Linked DNA regions of Sus scrofa: region 2 is linked to region 1. A link is a contact called in public HiChIP or PLAC-seq data. All regions are on one chromosome and are shown on one strand. The core of a region is the stretch at or near the end of the contact, and the rest is flanking DNA. Distances in the headings are between cores, read along the strand shown. Region 1 has its middle 43 kb from the start of E2F6. Region 2 overlaps ROCK2 (rho-associated protein kinase 2).

Evidence for each region. HiChIP or PLAC-seq counts read pairs in DNA pulled down with a chosen protein or histone mark.
Region 2: a contact with region 1 is called in an H3K27ac HiChIP or PLAC-seq map of skeletal muscle. The contact joins two enhancer-like sites. A contact is called at or near these places in 1 of 47 Hi-C or Micro-C datasets (embryonic fibroblasts) and 1 of 2 datasets of contacts at active chromatin or transcription factors (skeletal muscle).

The regions. Positions count from the first base shown.
Region 1 is chr3:125,287,511-125,294,693 of Sscrofa11.1, forward strand. No RefSeq gene overlaps it. Among named protein-coding and RNA genes, the nearest start is that of E2F6, 43 kb to the left of the region's middle. Within about 2 kb of position 5,456, at least 1 of the 83 cell types and tissues checked has an H3K27ac peak or open chromatin away from gene starts, as enhancers often do. A contact at or near this core is called in skeletal muscle, where this site is marked.
Region 2 is chr3:125,485,315-125,492,502 of Sscrofa11.1, forward strand. It overlaps ROCK2 (rho-associated protein kinase 2), which reads left to right. Exons shown (of 34, transcript XM_021087835.1): 33 at 3,283-3,383; 34 at 4,631-7,188. The coding sequence ends at 3,370. Among named protein-coding and RNA genes, the nearest start is that of PQLC3, 18 kb to the right of the region's middle. Within about 2 kb of position 4,322, at least 1 of the 83 cell types and tissues checked has an H3K27ac peak or open chromatin away from gene starts, as enhancers often do. A contact at or near this core is called in skeletal muscle, where this site is marked.

The sequences.
Region 1 (7,183 bases), core at 4,206-6,705:
TGCCAGGGGAAACAGCTGGCCACTGAGGACCACTGTGCCCTGGAGAAGCCCGACTTGGGGCAAGCTGCACGTGCTGCAGGAGTCTGCCCTGCAAGCACCCCAGATTGAGAAAGCAAAACCTTTTTCCCTCCTGAAGTGTCTTTCTAGCACCCTCAACTGACAAAGCTTAATATTGTGCCAGCTGGCAATCTTTGAAGGGCCCAGATGGGTTTTCACAGAGCAGGCAACAAGGATGACTTTCTGGCTCATTCTCTGAACCAAACTACTTGTTCTGCTAGACCTATGAGTCTCAAAGTGCCCTGCTCTGTTATACACAGACCGTCCAAGAGGCTTGTTACAATGCAGATTCCTGGGCTCCAAACAGAACTGACAAACTGAATTAGGAAAGGAGAGAGGAAAAAAAAAATTTTTTTTTTTTTTTGGCCTCACCTGCAGAAGTTCCCAAGCCAGGGATTATACCCGAGCCACAGCAGCGACAATGCCAAATCCTTAACCACTAGGCCACCAGGGAACTCCTGGAATCTGTACTGGAAACTTCTCCCCCAGCTAGCTTTGTATACTACCGTTTAAGATCCAGGAGCTCCGTGAGGATGGAGATATTTTTGATTCACTGTTGTTTGCTTGGCTCTTAGTTCAGTGTCTGCTGCTTCTCAGGTGTTGCTTTAGACAGGCTGGTTCCTGCGTTGGTTGGTTGGCTGGTGGAGAGAATCGATTCAAACTCTACCAGCAGTAACTGGCCATAAGCCACACCCCAGCCACGTGTTAATGACATTTGGTTGATAAGTATGTTCCTTCGCTATTTCTGGTGAAACCCAGAGGTGGCATAGCCTCATAGAATGGCAGATAGCATTTTCCAAACGTGGTGGCAATGATTCTTCCACCCTACAGGGTCTCCCGTAATGTGACCTTGCCACCCCTCCACCCAGAGGCCAGGTCTGTGTTCCCTGCCCTTGAATCTAAGCAGGCTTGTGACTTGCTTGTAACCAATAGAATGTGAAAAAGGGGTGACGCATGACCTCTGAGGCCGATTTAAATAAGCAATGCAGCTGCTCCCTTGCTGTCCAGGTCACTTGCTTCTGGACCCGAGGCTCCAGGTAAGAAGGCTCCACGTGGTGAGGAAGCCCAGGCCACCTGAAAGGCCACCTGTGGGTTCTCCAGTCAACAGTCCCAGCTGAGGTCCCACCCAACAGCCAGATCACCCACCTGACGTGTCAGCGTCCTGCCTGCAATTGCTGAGTCCCCTCCAGCCGTTACACCTCCCCCCGGCATCGTGAGGCTCCAGGGCCATCCCACCGCCTTGTCGAAACACCCGCCCACAGAATCCCTGAGAGTAGGAAAAGGCTTTTTCAATCTTATTTGAGGAGTAATTTGTCATACAGCAACCATAACTGCCACACACTGTAAAGCTCTTCTGGGAGCTCCCTGGTGGCTCCGCAGATTAAGGATCTGGCATTGTCGATGCTGTGGTGCGGGTTCGATCCCTGGCCCTGGAACTTCCGCATGCTGCGGGCAAGGCCACAAACATTTTTTTTAAATGAATAAAGCTTTTCTGGATTAGAATCACCTGACCACCTCGTGCTACAACTCCTATGCACTGAAATGCATAAACTTAGATTTGAATCTTCGCTCTGATCACACTGTTGCTGTGTTCTTCCTGGCCTTTTGCTCTTTTTCCCTTCTGCACACCACCACAGAGGAGAAGACCCACTGCCTCTAACCCCCCAGCCCTGCTCGAAATGCTTCAAAGAAAACGATTGCAGAAACGTGGCATGGGCCCCGTGACGTTAGCAATGCAAGGAGAACTTAATAAAGCAACATGAAACACTAAACCAAGGTCATTTTAAATTGCATTCCAATCTAAAAAGGAAAGCGCTAAATAATCATGTCGTAGCAGTATCAGGAATTTGGTCACGGAATCTTTATCGAGCCTCTCGGTTTGGAAAGTCAGATGGAATAATGGGGAGAGGAACAAATTAGGGATCCATAGAGCCCGAGTTCAGACATAAGCTCATCCCTATATTGGCTCTGTGGTCTTGAAACCCGACTTAACCTCTCTGACCTTCAGCTGTCATCTCTAAAGCGAGATTAGATCATAATCTAATGATTATCCCACGAGGCTGTGTTGCTGCTCAAGCGAGGGGACGAGAGATATGACAACAGTTTGTAAAGCTGGAAGACAAAATCCAAGCCCCCAAGGTTTGTTTCCACTAAGGAATCCTTCAGAAAAATGAGACCGGAGAATAAACTGAAATTTTATCCAGGCAATTTAGGACAGTATGGGGGAAAGCAATGCAAAAGACAAAACCAAAAGTCCTCTGCACTTTTTCTTTCTTGAATTGCAGCGCTCCTAGCAGCCCCAGGTGTCCAGACGTACCAGTCACGGTGGTCAAGCCACTTCGCTGCCCTTCCCCCAGGGTCCCGTTTACACTGAGTGTTCCTCGGCTTTGCTTTCAGCAAGTTCACCCTCTGCTGCTGAGGTGTAGCCTCCCCCTACTTTTGAAACAAACAGCAGCTTGGTTGCTTTCTTTTTGGCCATGCCTGTTGCATGCAGAAGTTCCTGGACCAGGGATTGAACCTGCGCCACAGAGCAGTGACCCAAGCCATAGCAGTGACCATGCCAGATCCTTAACCCGCTCAGCCACCAGGGAACTTCAACTATGGCTGCTTTGCAAAGATGCATTTCCAATTCCGATTCGTAAGACAGGCTGCCGGTCTCCTTTGGGTCTTATACCTCTTTTTGATTTTTAGGTCCCAACAGCAGCAACTCAGCCCACGCCTGGTACCCTCTGAATGTAAAGTTAAGGCTCTATTTCACACATGTCTGTCGGAACGGCCCCTTAGAGGCCAGCCCACTGTCCCCCCATTCCACAAATGAGAAAACTGAGACCCGGAGCAGGGGAAGGCTCCCAACCCAGTGTCACGACATCTTGCAGAATGGAGCTCCTCTTTCCAGAAATAGTTTCCCCCCGTGATTCCTGCGTCGAGCATGTGTTTCAGACTCGCATATCCAGCTGCCAGCTTGACATCTCCGGATGGATGACTAATGAGTTTTCTCAACTGAACTTGTCCATGCAGAGCTCCCAATCCCACCTCCCCGCCAACCACCCACCATTCCCCGGTCTACCGAGCTCAGCTCATCGCCAGCTGCCCAGGCAAAACCTTTCTTGCTCCCCACACCCAGTCACTGGCAGTGCTAAGGCTCTGCCCTCCGGGTACCTCCAGAATGTATCCATCCCACCGCCGCCACAACCACCAGCAAGCTCTCATCTCCTCTCCCCTGAGCTTCCACCGTGACCACCTTACCCGGCTCTCTGGCTCCACGTGTGTCCTCCTTGAGTCTCCTCCACGCAGTAATCAGAGTGAAGTCTTAAAAGCATAAATCAGGGAGTTTCCATTGTGGCTCATTGGGTTAAGAACCCGACTAGTATCCATGAGGATGTGGGTTCCATCCGTGGCCTTGCTCAGTGGATTAAGGGTCTGGCGTCACTGGGAACCTCCATATGCCACAGGTGCATCCCTAGGAAAAAAAAACCATAAATCAGATCACATTGCTCCATTACCCCACAGGCTCCAGTGGCTTCTCATCTCACAATACCTCCCAACTCCTTGCTGTATTTTATAAGATCCTACCTAACAAATCCTGCCCCTTCCTTATTTCTTGGGCACCTATGACTATCACTGCCCTATAATGGTCCCCTTATTTGAAGCACATGGGCCCTCCTGCTGTTCTTGGCCCATTCCTGCCCCAGGACATTTGCATTTGTTGTTTATGCCGCTAAAATGCTCTTCACTCGCATGTTCCCACAGATTTGCTGTCTCACCTGAACCAGGTTCTGACTGACCTGACTTTGACCACTTTCTAGAGAAGAGTAAACCCAGCTGGTCCCTATAGCCCTTTATCCTGCTTTTTTTTTTTTTTTTTTTTTTTTTTTGGTCTTTTTGCCTTTTCTAGGGCCGCTCCCGTGGCATACGGAGGTTCCCAGGCTAGGGGTCCAATCAGAGCTGTAGCCACCGGCCTATGCCAGAGCCACAGCAACGCGGGATCCGAGCCGTGTCTGCAACCTACACCACAGCTCTCGGCAACGCCGGATCCTTAACCCACTGAGCACGGCCAGGGACCGAACCCGCAACCTCATGGTTCCTAGTCGGATTCGTTAACCACTGGGCCACGACGGGAACTCCCACACTGGTACTTCTGCACCATGCAGACCTCCGCCTCTCTCGGTCCTCACTTTATCCCGGGTGCCTGGACAAGGTCTCTCACTTATCAGTCATGTCCGAGGAGGCCTCCTCCAACAAGAGTTATTGAAAGAATGAATGGATCAACTAGCATCTAAAATTTGGGAGAATCCAAAGCTTCTTGGGGAACAGCTTGTGGCCTTAACACACCGTGGGCACCCGCGTCATTTCTTAGCAAAGGCTCTCACAGGGGCAATTTTAATTGTGAAGAATCTACCAAGAATCACAGTGTTTACAAAGGAAAGAGATAAGAGAATATTAAAAAATGCATTTTGTGGAGTTCCCACTGTGGCTCAGTGGAAATGAATCTGACTAGTACCCATGAGGATGCAGGTTCGATCCCTGGCCTCGCCAGTGGGTTAAGGATCTGGTGTCGCTCTGGCTGTGGTGTAGGCCGGCAGCTACAGCTCCGATTCAACCCCTACCCTGGGAACCTCGTTATGCCGAGGGTGCAGCCCTAAAAAGACCAAAAAAAAAAAAAAATGCATTTTGTGCCAGAAACTCACTACCTGGGCCAGGAATTCTGGTCCAGCTTTGTCTCCTGCAGTATATTTCCGTTCTCAGAGTCTCAGACTGCAGTGCTCAGCTAGGATGTGCCGGTCCCAGCAGAAAGACGGGTGTCACATCCAAGCAGCTGAAGTGTTCCATCTGCAAGACTGGACTACTTTCTCCAGAGCCCATTTTCACGGTGGACATCCAGGAATTCCCTGGCTGGAAAGACTCAGACCTGCAGGGGGAGCTGATGGCACATGTCCATTCTGGAAAGCCCTGGAGAACCAGGGTTCAGAAGTTTAACCCTTCCTTCGAGGGGACTGATTCAAGAGGTCATTGAATTTCATAAATATTCAAAATGCTCTCTTCCTCCCGCCAGAGTCTGAGAAATTGAAAGATTCTTTAGACTCAAAATGTCCAGGGCTCCAGCTTGGTTCACGCAGCCCCTAGAAGGCAGGCTTTGATGGGGTCGGGGACTTCCTCTTCACGCATGGCCTGGGATGTCCTGTCCCACCTTGTCCACAGACGTGACCAAGGTGACGTCTCCGTGTAATGATTAAGACTATCCAAGAAACACACTTGAAATTTTGCCTGGAAAAGCACAAAAAGCCAGCTCTTCTCCTCATTCAGAATCCGCTGTAAGTTTAGTGAGAGAAGCCCAGAACCTGGCCTCATGCAGCTGGACAGCAAAACAATGTGACCTTCCTGTCAGGGATCTGAAACTACCAACCAAAGTGGAAATTCTTCTATTAATAGTTGATTTATGACGGCATCACCAGGTCAGAATGAACTCTCAAATCGTCCTTCTAATTTCACAAATGGCCACCTCACTTTCCTTAAGCTTGTCCTTTCCCTTTTTTTTTTTGGTCTTTTTAGGGCCGCCCCCAAGGCATATGGAGGTTCCCAGGCCAGGGGTCTATTCAGAGCTGTAGCCACCAGCCTACACCAGAGCCACAGCAGCGCAGGATCCGAGCCGCGTCTGCGACCTACACCACAGCTCATAGCAATGCTGGATCCTTAACTCACTGAGCAAGGCCAGGGATCGAACCTGCGTCCTCATGGATGCTAGTCAGATTCATTTCCACTGAGCCACAATGGGAACTCCTAAGCTTGTCCTTTCGGTAGATTCTAAAGCCTCTGCTCGTTCTCAGACTACAGTCCATCAGGGCAACCCTCGAAAATGGAAACACGTCCTCTTCCCCATCCCCTCCATCCTCCAGCCCCCCGATCCTGCCCGGCCCCGCCCCTGCAACAAGGACCCTTAGAGCTGGAAAGACAAGGGGGTGTGGTTCCTCTCGGTCTGGGAAATGTGTTAGTTCTCCTCCTCGTTTTGCGAGGGCTGGAGGGGATCTTTGCCCAGAGTGATGGCTCGTGCCATCCTCTACAGGCAAGTCTTTGTTGTGTTTCGGCTTTGACCTCACCCGGAAGTCCCAGGCTGGGATGGAGCCCGCACCCCAGCAGCAGCCCGAGCTGCTGCAGCGTCAATGCCAGATCCTTAACTGGCTGCACCCCAAGAGAACTCCCCAAAGGCCAGTCATTGAAACCTCACGCTGGCTTCGTGATTTCCTTAGCAAACTTTATGGGTTCCTGAGCTTCTTTTTCAAGGTCTTCAAATAAAAAACAGTCCATTAAAAATGATTTTTTTTTCTTTTTAGGCCCACGCTCGAGGCACATGGAAGTTCCCAGGCTAAGGGTCCAATCGGAGCTGCAGCTGCTGGCCTCCGTCACAGCCTTGGCAATGCCAGATCCGAGCCACATCTGTGACCTACACCACAGCTCACGGCAACGCCAGATCCTTAACCCACTGAGTGAGGCCAGGGATCGAACCCGTATCCTCATGGTTCCTAGTCATGTGTGTTTCCTCTGAGCCACAACGACAACTCCAGAAAATGAACTTTTTTTTTTTTTTTTTTGGTCATTTTGGCATTTCTTGGGCCACTCCTGCGGCATATGGAGGTTCCCATGCTAGGGGATCAATTGGAGCCGTAGCCGCCGGCCTGCACCACAGCTCACGGCAATGCTGGATCCTTAACCCACTGAGCAAGGCCAGGGATCGAACCCGCAACCTCATGTTCCTAGTCAGGTTCGTTGACTGCTGAGCCACAACAGGAACTCCAGAAAATGAATTTTTAAAGATTGTGTATCCCTCACTTCCCTATCCATATATGTCACTGTGGCTGCTATGTCCTCAGATCCTGGCAAGCTGGGGCTACAAACTAAGGACATTTGGAAATTATGACTGTGTCCCACCCGCCCCAGCTACGGAGAATCCAGACTCCTTCCCTGGATGCCCCGCTTCACGTTCCATATTGTCTCATCTGATTGACAGTTCCGAAAGATGTGGCCTACAGCCAAGATTGAAAATCAGAGCAGAGGTTCCCTTCATGGCTAAGCAGTAAATGAACCCGACTAGGATCCACGAGGGGACGCAGCTTTGATCCCTGGCCTTACT
Region 2 (7,188 bases), core at 3,072-5,571, 200 kb after region 1:
AGCCCTAGAAAGACAGATAAATAAATAAATAAGCCACATATTTTACAATATATATGAGAAAGATGGGTTAGTGTCTTTGTGCCTACAGTTCTTATATAAATCATTAAGAAAAAGAAGATTGGAGTTCCCGTCCTGGCTCAGCGGAATAGAATCTGACTAGCATACATGAAGACACAGGTTCGATCCTTGGCCTCGAGCAGTGGGTTAAGGACCTGGCGTTGCCGTGAGCTGTGATGTAGACCAGCAGCTACAGCTCCGCTTTGACCCCCTAGCCTGGGAACCGCCATATGCCATTAAAAAGACAAAGAGAAAAAAAAAAAGAAGTCTGACTCTTCCCAATATAAAATTAAGTGAGGAACATACAGCCATTACCATAAAGATGAGAAAGTGATCAACCTGATTATTAAGCAAAAGAAATTAAAATTAAATTAAAACTATATTGTAAAGCCATTTTTATCTGCCAAACTGGTAAAGATTAAGAAACTTAATATTGATAAGGTATAAAGAAATGGGCCCACTCATGTGCTTCTAGTAAAACTCAACGTTAAATGCATTCCTTCTTTTTTTTTTTTTTTTGGTCTTTTTAGAGCCACACCCACAGCATATGCAGCTTCCCAGGCCAGGGGTTGAATTGGCGCTGTGGCCGCTAGCCTACACCACAGCAACGCCAGATCCCAGCCCCATCTGCGACCTACACCACAGCTCATGGCAATGCCGGCTCCTTAACCCCCCGAGCAAGGCCAGAGATTGAGCCTGCAACCTCATGGATCTTAGTTGGATTCATTTCCGCTGAGCCATGATGGGAACTCCTGAATGCACCCCTTCTGAAGCAGTCTTTGGCAGTTAGTTTCACAGGCCTGAAGTATATACTTATTGATCAATTAATGGAGAAAACAGAAGATCAAACAGATAATTACAGTACTGTTTCACATGTTGCTTGTTATGGAGCCATGAACAAATGCTATGGGAGAACAAAACTAGTATGGAGAATTCTGCCATTGAAGCATCAAGAAAGATCTCAAAAAAATTGAAAAAGAGGAGGAGCAGTAATTTTCCAGGCAAAGAAATAAGGGGAAAGACAATTTTAGGCAAAATGTTAAGTGCAGAGGCACTAGTTATGTGTTTGCAGTGTATTGGGTTAGGGTAGGCAGAGGTAATGACAGGAAGTGGTAGGAGACGACTCTGGAGAGACAAGCTCTGAGCCAGGTTGAAAAGGGCCACGTTCACTATGCTATAGGGGTTTTGATTTTGTTCTCCTAATAGAAGTCTTTCAGTAAGAGATTGGTGTGTTTTGACTTAATGAGATCCTGAACTAAAGTACTGACAGTGAAAATGGAGAGAAGTCAAGTTTAAGTTGAAATGACAAGAATTAGTTAGCTGGCTCAAAGGGGGATGAGGGGAAGGTTGTAAAGGAAGTCTCACCACACATCACACCTATAGCCAACTGATAAGACTTAAAATGTGAAGGTTGTGACATGGACACACACTTCACACATATTTCAAAGGTTTCAGAAGGATATGAAATGCAAATTTTTTATAAAGTGTGCTAAAACTGGGGCTTCAGTGCCCTGGAAGCCCTGCTGATCTCAGTCTCCCACGTAGTAGAGTTGAAACCATAGCTAAAAGTTACTTTATATGTAAGCCTTAAAAAAATGAGTATGAGAGTTCTGTTGTGGCACAGCGAAAACGAAGCTGACTGGGAACCATGAGGATGTGGGTTTGATCCCTGGCCTTACTCAGTGGGTTAAAGATCCAGCATTGCTGTGAGCTGTGGTGTAGGTCACAGACGCAGCTTGGATCCCCCATTGCTGTGGCTGTGGTGTAGGCCAGCAGCTGTAGCTCTGATTAGACCCTTAGCCTGGGCACCTCCATATGCCTCAGGTGTGGCCCTCAAAAGACAAAAAAAGAAAAAAAAAAAAGTATGTACTAGGCTGTGATATGTGTTGAGTGAATAATAGTCATAGTTATAAGTTTGTGTGCTTGGTCAAATACTCTGCATTTAGCACATTTTGAAATGCAGTAATTTGAGTTAGTTTGTTTACTTTTCTTTTTTTTTTTTTTTTTTTTTTTGGTCTTCCTGCCTTTTCTAGGGCCACTCCCATGGCATATGGAGGTTCCCAGACTTGAGGCCTAATCGGAGCCGCAGCCCTGGCCTACTCCAGAGCCAGAGCAACGTGGGATCCTTAACCCACTGAGCAAGGCCAGGGATCGAACCTGTAACCTCATGGTTCCTAGTCAGATTCATTAACCACTGCGCCACGATGGGAACTCCCAGTTTGTTTACTTTTAAATTAGGGTAATCATCGGTCAGTCTACTCTGTCAGTGATTACTGAAGTCAGCCAGCCTTATGAGAATTCATCTTAAAAATGCACCACACCCCAACCCCCAGTTTAATTATGTCAGAATCTCTTGAGATGGAGCCTGGAAATATGCATTATGCATTGCCTTGGGTAAATCATATACACTCAAGTTTAAGAATCACTGACATAGTGACCATAGATGAGATTATGGAGATCAGGTGAGTTATTTGGCACAAATATCTTGATGAATGTCACAGTTACAATAAACAACAATGTTAACCCCATTTTTAAAGATAAAAATGATTATCGAAATATTAGGAGATGGGCTTGGAAAGAAAAGACTACATACACCTCTACTCTAAGTCACTTCATTCGGCCAGGATAGGTTGCTAATGCTGCTTATCTCCCTATGGTTTTTTTCCTTGTCTGTAATTCTCACGGAAGGATTACCTTTTAGTGACCTATTGAATATGTAAGATCCTGCTGGGATTGAGAAAGCTATGTTGTTACTATTACTCGCCTCTCATATTCAGGCTTATGGTACAATTCTGGGAAGATGTGAGCTGACAGTCTGGGCCCTTTTGTGAAGGGCAAATTGACACAGGTTGAGCTCTCATAGTTCTTAAATCAAACTGGGCATCACGTTGAGCTCTCATAGTTCTTAAATCAAACTGGGCATCACGTGGTTATGTCTTCATAGGGGTCCAGGGGGAAGGAGATTGTGTCTCACCAGCATATTATCTCTGTCCTAAGTTCTCTGGTAGTCTGGAAAGCGTCCTACCTGAACAACAAGATTAGGTGTGTTTGCAGATAAAGAAAAAGATTTCCTTGTGTGCTTCCATCCGAATTTTAATCATGTTGTTACTGATGAAGGGAAGGTTAAGATGCTTACTGCACAAAGTGTGATTTCTCCATCATTGCATTTTGAAGTCCCGTTGCTAAAGAGTGTTGGAGTATAAATTTGCAAACCTCCTATTGCAGATTGCTTGATTTGGCATTTAAAGACTGGGATTGGTCGTTTGATGATATTGATGGTGGTGATGATGATGGCGATGTTTTTGATTTCTGAAGAAGTAAATGGGGTAAATCACAAAAAGAAAAATGAGTTGTTTTAGTATTTCCAAGTAGTGCATGTGGTTTGCACTTTGGGTGTCACTATTTTTGACCGGCTTGAAATTTTATGAAGTTGTTTTTGATAGTATATATTTGAAAAGTAGTTTTCAGAAAAGTTTCTAACTGAAATTTCCACATGAAGTGTAAAAGTGAAATGCTATGTTCAGATTCTTTATTGGCTATATATTTTCATTACAGTTGAAATAATTTTTTAACTTAGGAATGAAACATGTAGAAATCACAAAAGGAGCTAATTCTGGTACTTTCTGTTCATTCCAAAGAAGTCATATTCAGAGAAGTAAAATTTACAGTGTTTTCAAGTTCCTACAACTGTATTAGTTTGTGAACATAGCATGGGATGCCTTTCTCCCTCCATCCCTCTCTCCTTCCCTCTCCTTTCCTTCTTTCTAACTTGCAAGGATTGAAACCATAAAAACTTTGTAAGTCTCATAAGTGCTGTGAAGTAGCTCTTTCTGATCTGGCTTTTTTGTGATGTGAAATGTTTATTTTTTGAAAATGTAGTCTTGCTGAAGAATGCTAATGGTATGCTGTGAAAGCTCTCGTGCTTTTTAGAAGATGTAGCTTGGTTAAGCAGTGGCTAAAGGAGATTTGAATGAAACTTGAACCCCATGAGTTATAAATAAACCTTTTACATGGAAGGAATGTCGAAGAAGTAATGTCTATCTTAACCTAAGTACCATGCTGTAAAATATGTACTTAGATCACTTAATATTGGGGTCTGTTTATAACCAGGATTTATGGACGATTTTTATATATATTTACTATAACAGTATGTTTGTTTCCATTTCATAGATTTTTTAAAATGTGGCATAGGGTCAAAGAGTCAAGGAGAACCTGGCCCCTAGGTCCGTTCTTCCTTCAGCTACATGAGGAAGCTAGCAGTTAAACCCCAGCGCAAACTTACATTCGTATGAGTTATCCAGGGACGTACTGTCTAACCTGAGTAGCCAGCTAACCATATTAAAACTTGTGTGTCATATTTGTGGCCAATATGAGAAAGAGTATAATTGCATGTACCTAAAAATAAGAAAAAGTAACACAGTAAATGTGTTTTATGCATGATTTAGGTGTTAAAAGTATATAGTAGTCGGAAGACTATACAGTTCGTTGTAATTAAATGTCTTTTCAAAGAACGGATAAAGTCTTCTAAATTATTTCACTGTATCAGCTACCTCTGTTTTCCTTTTCTTTACAGCTAACTGCCTTCTGTGAATGCAGTCATTAGTCAAGGTGATCATATTCTTCCAGCTGAAACAAGACTGAAATATGATGGCCCAAATTTATTAAAAAGCTATATTTTCTTGAGAGACTGATAAACACATACATATATATGTTTCCTTTATTCCTGCAATATAAATTATAAATCTTGGATAGATTTTCTGGGCTCTTTTGGAGCAACAAGTTGAGCCAGCAGTGATTGGTTAATCAGATAAGAACATCATGTGCAACTCTTCCAAGTTCGTTCCATCCAGCTCTCTTGGCAGTCACTCATACACTACATTGCATAAAAGGATTGAGAAGAGTTAAAGTTTAAAGAAGTCATCTTTTCAGCTTCAACAGAGAGATTTCACCAGCACATTTGCCAGAAGAATCTGGGAGTGGGTTCCACTACAGTGATACAGACTGCATCTTTAAGAAGTGACCATTGTGTGTGTGTGTGTGTGTGTATCCGCATGCATTCATGCACACACACACATATATATAGTACTGTAATACTGCAAGAGGGTTTTTTTTAACTTCCCACTTTATTTTTTTATAAACATTAATCCAATATCATTACTTACTGCAGTTGCAACTATGCACTTGTATAAAGCCATAATGTTGGAGCTCATATCACTCATTTGCGTGTACCTGATGGAAGCTGCATGTTTATGTTTAAGCAATTACTGTAACACACAGTTTAAAGTTAATTCTGTCAGTTTCCTAAAGCTTCATAATAGGCAACGTTACCCATTTTGAATGCCTTAATTTAATTTTTTGTTCAAAATTCCAACTCTTTTCTGTATTTAAAAAAAAAACAAACAAAAAACAAAAAAAGAACAAGTGTTTACCAGCTGTTAGGATGCAGATTTGCTTTGCAGGAGAAAAATAGTGCACTATTTTTACACATAATAGTTATCAATGTCAGCCTATTTTGATTGTATAACAGATTTTTTTTAAGTATCGGTGATAAAAACAATAATGGATAGTGTTGGAACTAATATATCTGTTATGTATAATCTATTACTCATCCGACCCTTTTACAGACCTCAGTATTAGTTTGTGACTATGAAGCGGTTTCTTTGGTTTTAATTTGCTGGCTACCCTAGATGTGTTTTTATTTCTGGTAAAGACATTTGTGACTATTTTTTACATTTTCACACTCAAGATTCAAAAATTATCTCAAGTACAAAGAAAACTTAAGACATACTGTACATATATTTTAAATATTTAAATGTGATCCCTTAAACAGACAGCTGTATGGCAATATTGCAGTATTGGGTTAAGAAAACTGATGACTGGGAAAAAGTGGCCTCAAAGGCACTTAACTTGATTTTTATTTTTTTAAATGCTGTTAAAGTTACAATTTATGGAGGACTATTCCTGCTATATTTCTCGTTATCCCAGAAAAGTGTATGTTTTATACTACTACAGTATGCATCAGTGAGAACCAAGTAAAAAGAAATTACGTAGTCTTTTATCAGTCTCTCTTTATATATATATACAGATAGACAGAATTTGACATGATACTGAAATATGTCATCTAACATTTCAATGAAGGAGGTAGACATTTTTCATTGATTCCTCCTGGGGTCAGTGTAGAGGTGTTTAAAGTGTTAGATCCTTAATTATAGATATTATTGTGAAAATTGAAGCGTGGCCTTCGGCTCCTGATGTACTGAAACTGAATCTCGTTATTACATTATCCAGTCTGCACTCTTTCATGCTGTCTGTGCTAAAACTAGATATGCATGCTATTCCCTTGCAGCTATGTTCTGGTTTAGGGGCACAGCTTTTTTTTTTTTTTTTTTTTTTTTTTTAAGTAAGATTAAAAAATAAAAAATATATAAAATTTATATAGAATAAATATTTCCATTCATTAGACTTGTTAAAAGGAGACTGAATTAATATTTTATATAAAGATTTTGTTACACTATGGGAGGTTCTATCATATTATTCTGAATTGGAGAGTATATATATATATATTTTTAATAAACTTTATTAAGGTGAAATAATTTGAAGTTTACACATGATAATTGAAATATTTGAGTAAAAATGGCAAAAGTTTAAATTTTGAATGCTGTATATATTAGAATATATGGAGAATCAAGGTGTGATGCAACTATACACAAAAAATTAATGTGAAGTTTCAAGCGGGGGGGTAAAGCTATCCTAAGGGGCGGAAAAAAAATCTCTCCATGAAGACGCTTCACTTTATATGGTTCGACATAAGAATTTATAAAGTTGTTTGTCCGACTAATGGAACTGTGCTTATTAATAAAAAATCCTGACCTCGGGTAACAGGCCGCCTTGTACCCTGTTGCTGGCTTCATGTACATACATAAGTGCATGCACCCATCCAAATGCTCTCTTCCCAGCATCCACTAAATAGGACCTTGACTTGGTGTAACAACCTGATTTTGTGCCAGCTTCTCTTAAGGCTCCAAGGCTTGCAAGATAAATCGAAGACCGAGAGTTGCTTATTTCCTCACACCTGATTTCTCCTAGAGCCATAAATACCTCCTTTTGAGAACGAAGAAGTAGTGAAGACGG